Regions from separate parts of the Mus musculus genome. Here region 1 is linked to region 2. A link is a contact called in public Micro-C data. All regions are on one chromosome and are shown on one strand. The core of a region is the stretch at or near the end of the contact, and the rest is flanking DNA. Distances in the headings are between cores, read along the strand shown.

Evidence for each region. Hi-C and Micro-C count contacts between places; a contact is called where the count stands out from the background.
Region 1: a contact with region 2 is called in a Micro-C map of muscle stem cells, with 4 times the contacts expected there. The contact joins two enhancer-like sites. A contact is called at or near these places in 3 of 484 Hi-C or Micro-C datasets (embryonic stem cells and muscle stem cells), 1 of 115 datasets of contacts at active chromatin or transcription factors (bone marrow-derived macrophages) and 2 of 9 other capture datasets (embryonic stem cells and pancreatic islet).

The regions. Positions count from the first base shown.
Region 1 is chr11:105,904,170-105,908,025 of GRCm38.p6, forward strand. The region is part of intron 18 of Tanc2 (tetratricopeptide repeat, ankyrin repeat and coiled-coil containing 2); the gene reads left to right. Among named protein-coding and RNA genes, the nearest start is that of Cyb561, 38 kb to the right of the region's middle. Within about 2 kb of position 1,557, at least 32 of the 459 cell types and tissues checked have an H3K27ac peak or open chromatin away from gene starts, as enhancers often do. A contact at or near this core is called in muscle stem cells, where this site is marked.
Region 2 is chr11:105,802,253-105,806,514 of GRCm38.p6, forward strand. The region is part of intron 7 of Tanc2 (tetratricopeptide repeat, ankyrin repeat and coiled-coil containing 2); the gene reads left to right. Among named protein-coding and RNA genes, the nearest start is that of Cyb561, 140 kb to the right of the region's middle. Within about 2 kb of position 2,724, at least 3 of the 459 cell types and tissues checked have an H3K27ac peak or open chromatin away from gene starts, as enhancers often do. A contact at or near this core is called in muscle stem cells, where this site is marked.

The sequences.
Region 1 (3,856 bases), core at 307-2,806, 100 kb after region 2:
TATCAGATCCAAACACCATTAAAAAGGAGAGACTTGTAACCATTATCTTTTATGCCACTGCACAACCAAAACATTTCCCCTTCTATCTCATGGGGCTGTCCCAGACAATAACAAAAACAACAACAACAAGGAGCAATACAACAGTCCCTCTGTACAGGCGTAGACCAGGGCCAACCACTTAGAGCCCCTAGCCACTATAGAAGCAGAGTCCACAAAATAAGATTCCCATACTTTGTGCCTGTGTCATCTTTGGCCAAGATTATTGCAGAGGTCTACTTGCTGATCTTCCTTGCTCTCTCCTCTCTACTTACCAACCATGGTTTACTAGTTGTACAACTACATTCTTTGTTTTTCTTTTCTTTTCTTTTTCTTTCTTTTTTTTTTTTTTTTTTTGGTTTGGTTTGGTTTTTGTTTTTTAGACAGTGTTCCTCTGTATAACAGCAATGGCTGTCTTGAAACTTGTTCTGTAGTCCAAGCTGGTCTGAGACTGAGAGATTTGCCTGCCTCTGCCTCCTGTGTGTGTGAGATTAAAAGGTATGTGCCAGAACCACCCAGCAGAACTACATACAGCACAAGAGCAGTCATGATCTCCAGGCTCAACTCTTGCTATCGTCTCTGGTAATTGTAGTAACAGCAACTGTACATTGTTTCCCATCTCAGTGCCTTTCTACACACCTTTGTCTACACACCTTTGTCTACACACCTTTGTCCAGCCTGCCTTTTACCCTTGCTTCTCTTCCATTCATACCACCCAGATTGCCCTCCGCCACCCCATTCTCCTTTGTCAGCCATGACTTTGGAATAGACAGCATGAAATAAATAGCTCCATTAATGTGTAACTAATGTTTTAGATGTAGTAATCATTTGTCTCTCTAAATACCTTTCTCCATTGATCTTGTATGTTATAATTCTTCAAGATGGAAATAGATAAAAGAGTCATTTGCTTTTCTGTATTCTGTTTAATGTCATTTAGTGTCAAAATTCCATCCAAGCTCTTTCCTCATCTCTGAGCTACTTCCTATCTGCCTCTTCAAGCACACACACACACACACACACACAACACACACACAGAGTCTCACTCTCACACACACACACAAACATTCACACACACAGTCACACACTCACACTTTCTCTCTCTCTGTGTCTCTGTCTCTCTCTGTCTCTCTCTCTCTCACACACACACACACACACACACACCACAAACCATTTTTGCTAGGTGCTGACCAACTAGGGAAACAAGTTCTGTTTCAGATCTCTTAGGAAATGATTTATTTTCTCTCCTTCTCCTTTCCTTCTCCTTCTCCTCCTTTCCTTCTCCTCTCCTGTTATGGTTTATGGACATGGCTTTACCTTAATTCCTTTCTTTCAAGAACTCCTAGCACTTTTTGATAAGACTTATAATATCCCAGCCAAAGCAACTCCTTGGTCTTGATCCTAAACAGTGCAGACTGCATTCTACATAGTCGCATGGTTCTGAGATGAAACTGGGCAGCTGTGTTCATGACCATGTCTAGCTGTCATCTGAAGACTGCTGCCAGATGACATCATAACGTAAACAACAGAGATTATACAACAGAACAACGCCAAGTGGAATATTAAAAGTGCATTACTCAATAGAGTGAAAGAGGCCAACCAGAGTAAAATAATTGTTAAAGTAGACAGTGCCACTTTCCAGGCGAGCACTGTCTGTGAATAATGCATTCTGTGAACTGGCATCACTAGTGAAAGGCTTGGTTCTGAAGTACTAGTCTGTTTTCTTCAAAGTGCTATCAGTTTTGCTTTGTTTTAAGAAAAAGAATGTTCTTGGCCTGTACATAGTTGGAAGTTTGCCACAACCCTATAACCTAGTACTTTAAACAAAATATGGGAGTTAGAAATTTTCAAAGTGTTTTATTTGAGGCATGTCTTAAGTTCTTAGCTACTTTTGTATTCAAATGCCTGTGCAAGCTTAATAATCTTTTAAACTGTTAAACATATGCACTTGGAATTCAGACAAGGGGGTGCACTGGGGAGGCAGAGGCAGACCTCTAAGAGTCTGAGACCAACCTGGTCTACAGAGTGAGTTCCAGGACAGCCAGGGATATGAAGAGAGACTCTTATCTCAAGAAGGAGGTGGGGGGGGGGAGAGGGAGGGAGGGAGAGAGAGAGAGAGAAAGTATGTATATATGTGTGTATACACACACACACTTCCACTGCATTCAGTGCATACATATATATTCACTGCAGAAAGAACAACACTGTCCTCCTATGACAAATTAAGCAGAAAAACTAATGACAAGAATTGCAAAATAAAATTGAATACATCTTCAAAAATTGCCACAATTTCCCTTATGAACCCATTTTACCCTTAGGGCAGGAAAACATTATTTGAAATCTCTGTGTGTGTGTGTGTGTGTGTGTGTGTGTGTGTGTGTGTGTGTGTGTGTGTGAGAGAGAGAGAGAGAGAGAGAGAGAGAGAGAGAGAGAGAGAGAGTTATAAGGAGTTTCATTTTTACATATGGCTCCAGTTATAGATAAATTAAGCTAAACCCAAAGGCAAATGCAGATGGCTCAGTGATAGGTCACTTGCTGATTGCCTGATGACCTGAGTTCTGTCTCTGGGATGCATGTAGAGAACTGAACCCTGCAAGTTGTCCTTGGTCCACATTTGTTTATATATACACCAAATAATTGATGTAAATGTTTAAAATTCTATAATTTTTCACTTAAGTGAAAAAATTATAAGTGACCACTTGATTTGAATTTCACTAGCTTCTTTGATTAGAGACCAACATTTGAAAACCAAAATATGCACATCTGCCTAATAGTGTTTGATTTGTCATTAGAGTATATGGCTGTGATGAAGGAAGGGCCTTCTGTCACCCTGCTATCTCAGTTTTCCAAGTCAATTTGGGAGATGGGGAAACATCTAGTCCCAATTTGTTTTTTGTTTTTTGTTTTTTTTTAACAAAATATAACTCCTTCTATTTTCCTACCCTTTGTCCGGGCTATAAAACATAAGGGCTAAGGAGGTAGATTGGTAAAGTTCTGACCCACAAACATAGGACCTGTGTTCAGATCCCTACCACCCACATTTAAAAAAAGAAATTGAACACAATGGCATACATCTGTAATCCCAGCACTAGGGAAGCAGAGACAGGTGAAATTTAGGAGCTTGCTGGCCTCCAGTCTAGCTCTAAGTTCAGTGAGAGACCCTTTCTCAGGAAAGAAAAGAAAAAGAAAAGAAAAGAATCAGATGGAGAGTGTGTCTCAGTCACTGTTCTGTGGACACACCATGTCCATGGCGAGTCTTACAAAAGAAGACATGTAATGGGAGGTTTGCTTAGAGTTTCAGAGGGCAAGCCTGTTAACTCACCAGGGAGTCTGCTGGCAAGATGAAGACAGAACAGTAGCCAAGAGCTACACCCTGACCACAAACAGAAAGAGATTGAGCTTGTCATGGGCTTTTGAAACCTCTAAGCCTACTCCAGTGACACACTTCCTCCAACAAGACCACACCTCCTAATCCTTCTAATGTCAAAGAGCTCTACTCCTTGATGACTAAGCATTCAAATATATAAGCCTATAGACATCATCTTTTTCAAACCACAAAAGAGAATAACTAAGGAAGACACTTGGTATCAACCTCTGACAACGTACACCTACATGAGGACACATCTGCACATATACAGACACCATACACACAGAATGTATTTATTTTTAATTAAAACAACACATTTCAGCTAGATATGGTAGCATACACCTGTAATCCCAGCATTGGGGAGTTAAAAAGGAACACTGAGTTCAAACCAACCTGGGGTACATAGAGAGACCTTACCTACCTATGTAATAAACCTATGCATTTTAAATGTCGTGG
Region 2 (4,262 bases), core at 1,474-3,973:
AGAATGTATAAGAATCTGATAAAACCACAAAAATCTGGTAGTTTAAATGACAATATAACTAATCCTATTTTAAGTTAGTTTTCTTTTTTTAATATTTTTTATTAGGTATTTTCCTCATTTACATTTCCAATGCTATCCCAAAAGTCCCCTATACCCTGCCCCCCACTCCCCTACCCACCCACTCCCCCTTTTTGGCCCTGGCGTTCCCCTGTACTGAGTCATATAAAGTTTGCATGTCCAATGGGCCTCTCTTTCCAGTGATGGCCGACTAGGCCATCTTTTAATACATATGCAGCTAGAGTCAAGAGCTCCGGGGTACTGGTTAGTTCATAATGTTGTTCCACCTATAGGGTTGCAGATCCCTTTAGCTCCTTGGGTACTTTCTCTAGCTCCTCCATTGGGGGCCCTGTGATTCATCCAATAGCTGACTGTGAGCATCCACTTATGTGTTTGCTAGGCCCCCCGCATAGTCTCACAAGAGACAGCTATATCAGGGTCCTTTCAGCAACATCTTGCTAGTGTATGCAATGGTGTCAACGTTTGGAGGCTGATTATGGGATGGATCCCCGGATATGGCAGTCTCTAGATGGTCCATCCTTTTGTCTCAGCTCCAAACTTTGTCTCTGTAACTCCTTCCATGGGTGTTTTGTTCCCAATTCTAAGAAGGGGCAAAGTGTCCACACTTAGCCCAGTAGAGTCCCATCTTTACATTTTAACTCTGTCTATATACATACATGTTGTTGTATACTGTGTACCATGTATAGATAAATGGTTCTCTAAACTGAAGAAAGTGAATCTCTTTGATATCGAGAGTAACTGAGATACCAGGTGTTGTAATACACACTTTTAGCTCCAGCATTTGGGAAGCACAGGTGGATGTCTGAGTTCCAGACTAACCTGGTCTACAGAGCCAGTTCTGGACAGCCAGGGTTACACAGAGAACCTTTGTTTCATAAAACCAAAACAAAAAAAAAAAATGTACCTGAAGTTTTCAGGTATGAAATAGGAAAACAATCATGTATTGTTTTTTGTCTTACCATAATTTTTAGTTTGCATACAAAGAACAGGTTTCACTATGTTTTCATGTGTAGTTGTGCTTTGCTCATACTCACTTCTCATCACCGCCCATGTCCCCACTCACAACTGTCATTTGTGAGCTCCACAAACACTTTCTTTTCTGTTTTCATATCAAGTTTTTTTTTAATCAAGGGTCTGCATACAAGAGAAAACATACAATATTTGTTCCTCTATTTCCTTCTCTTGTTCCCCATGTGCTTATTAAATTCTCTTAACCATGGAGCCCCAGGAGTTGTATAAAGGAGGCATATATGTTCCTAATAAAAGGCTTTGTTTCAATCCAATGTTTTTTAAACTTAATATGACTAATATGAAGCAATCAAATAATTCAACAGTGTGAAAAGCCACATTGACTCCTGGGTGTCTTGACTCGCACCTGTAAAAGCAGCACTGGGAAACTAATGCAGCTTAGTGATCAGTTTGCAACCAGACTGGGATTTTAAAATCCTGCCAAAATAATGTCTAACGTGAGTCTTGCTATGGCATCTATTTCTGCCTCTTTTGGGAAGAGAATTACCTTCTTTTGCCTAGGCTCCCATGATGGCTGTGGTCCCAGTGCTTGGCAGTGGAAACAATTACCAAGGCCATCTCTTCAGTCATCTAGTGAGTTTAAGGCCAGCCTGTGCCACAGAAGACCTTGTCTTAAAAAGCAAAGAAGCTTTGAAATAAATGAAAAACAGAATTATTTTGTGAGACCAAGACCCTGTTCGAGGTTTTTAACACTTATGTGGAGGGACAGCAGAGTCAGCACATATGCAGTTGTGTAAAGGGGGATAATTTTAATTTTTCTAATCTTTTTATTCCTACTCCTAACATATACATAGAATTATAAAGTTCCAAGCTGGGCGTGGTGGTGCATGCCTTTAATCCCAGCACTCGGGAGGCAGAGGCAGGCGGATTTCTGAGTTTGAGGCCAGCCTGGTCTACAGAGTGAGTTCCAGGACAGCCAGGACTATACAGAGAAACCCTGTCTCGAAAAACAAACAAAAAAGAATTTTAAAGTTCCTAAATGATCATCTGTCTTTTATCAACTGCATTATTAATATAAATATATCAGTTAAATAGATTTAGCTATATAGTTTAGAAACATGATGGCTAAGTTAAAATAAAATGATAAATGTGCCAATTATAAGCAATGATATCTTCATCCAAGGATAGAACTGTTTACTAGAAGCATAAACATTTTCAGCTTGATGAACTCAGAATGTAGCTTAGAGGGCTTCAGACTGAGGGTAACTGGCTCTTTAAGCTCTTACCTTTCTTACTCTCATCTCTAGCCCTCCTTCTCTCTCTCCCTAACCCCCTATCTCCACATGGCCATGGCTGGCCACTCTCTTTGTTTCTACCTTCTCTCTTTTTCCCTACCTTTCTACAATAAAGCTCTAAAACCATTAAAAAAAAAAAGATGGAGGGTAACTGTGACAGTCTATAGCTGAAGTTATTCTCTAAATAGACCTTTAAATTAAAATTCTAAACATGAAAACTTTAAACTCTGAGTTTTATGACATGGATAATTTAATTGCTATTGTATGTTTGTTTTTAAGGTTGTGTGTTAGAAGGAAATAGACTTGTGGATTTGTGGTTGCACAGCTGGAATTATCAGCCGGCTGTCTATGGTCATCTTTGGTAGCTTGAAATGAGATTGGCAATGGTTTGGAGGTATGTGGGAAGCAGGAAATGTTTGCAGCAGCTGTTGTCCGTGCTTTGTGTGGGAAATAGGGTTCTGTTGAAAAATACACAAACAAACTCCGTTAAAAATACAATTTCTCTCTATCCACTTGTTAGTACTTAGAGCAGCACAATTTTCTAAGGAAAGAAAGCAGGTAAATGCAGATTGGAAATCTAAGGGGATGTAAATTAATCTAATTAGAAACTATAATGCATATTTTATAGAAAGTCAAAAGGGGATTTATTCTGATTAGCAGTCAGAATAATGACTTTATTTGTATAAATATAGGAAAGGTGACTTTCTGCCCAAGAGTAGGAAACAGAAGTGCCCTTCCATCCTCCCTGTTGAGTCACAGCAAGAGTGTTGGCTATATTACTATCAGCTGTTTCCATTAGTAGCAACTGATATAAAAAGAAAGAACTAAATGGGCTTCTAAAGTCAGGTTGTTTCTGAAATGCTTTCTACCAAATGTTTGCTGCATTTTTTCCCTCTGATCAGATGTGATATATTTAAACTATATTCACTTTTTTAAAAAATGCTTTTATTTGTCAAATGCCTTATGAGTATATAGTCTTCAGCTATTTCAATCTAATAAAATATATACTTTAACATGTTTTTCTCATTTTCCTAGTCCCTCTTCCTCTAATGAAAACAAGACTTTTTAATAGCAGACTTTATTGACTTTAGAGTTTTTTTTCCTTTTACTTAAAAATTTGGAAGAGTTAGAGGAAGGGCTGAAGGAGCTGAAGAGAATTGCAACCCCATTGGAAGAACAACAGTGTCAGCTAACAGGGACCCCTCAGAGCTCCCAGGGACTAATCCAAAAACCAAGGAGCATTCATGGGCTGGTTCGTGGCCCTGAGCACATGTGTAGTAGAGGACTGCCTTGTATGGTCTCAGTGAGAGAGTATGCACTTAGTCCTGTGAAAACTTGAAGCCCCAGAAAAGAGGGATGCTTGTGGTGGTGAGGTGGGCAAGTGGGGGAGTACCCTATCAGAGGTGGGGGTGGAGAGCTGGAAGGTCTGTTGAAATGTAACAACTTTTGGAATGTAAATAAATAAAATAATTTAATAAAAAAAAAGAAAAAGAAAATAAGGAGCATTAATGATAAAAAAATTTCATTACAGATTTGAGTTTTTTGTTTCATTTCACTTGAATTTATGTAATTATCTCATATATTTGACTAGTGTTAATTAAACATATTACTAATTTAACTTGACATAATTCTTTCTCTCAAAAGTATTTGCCAATACAATTGCAAAGTAAGTGACATATGACATGGGAATATATTTGTCCCTGTGGGGCTCTCATTGGTCTTTGTAGAGGGTGATGGTATTATTGCTATGGTTATCTTGAAAGTTTCCCCATGAGAACAATGTTGATTTGCTTGTTGATTGTTTATATACCTGAAACTCAAGTTAAAGATACATATATAAAATATATAATATGCAGTCATCTTGTGGGTATTCATTGAGAATGAACTGTGTGTCAGGTACCGTTCAAAGCACTTATTATC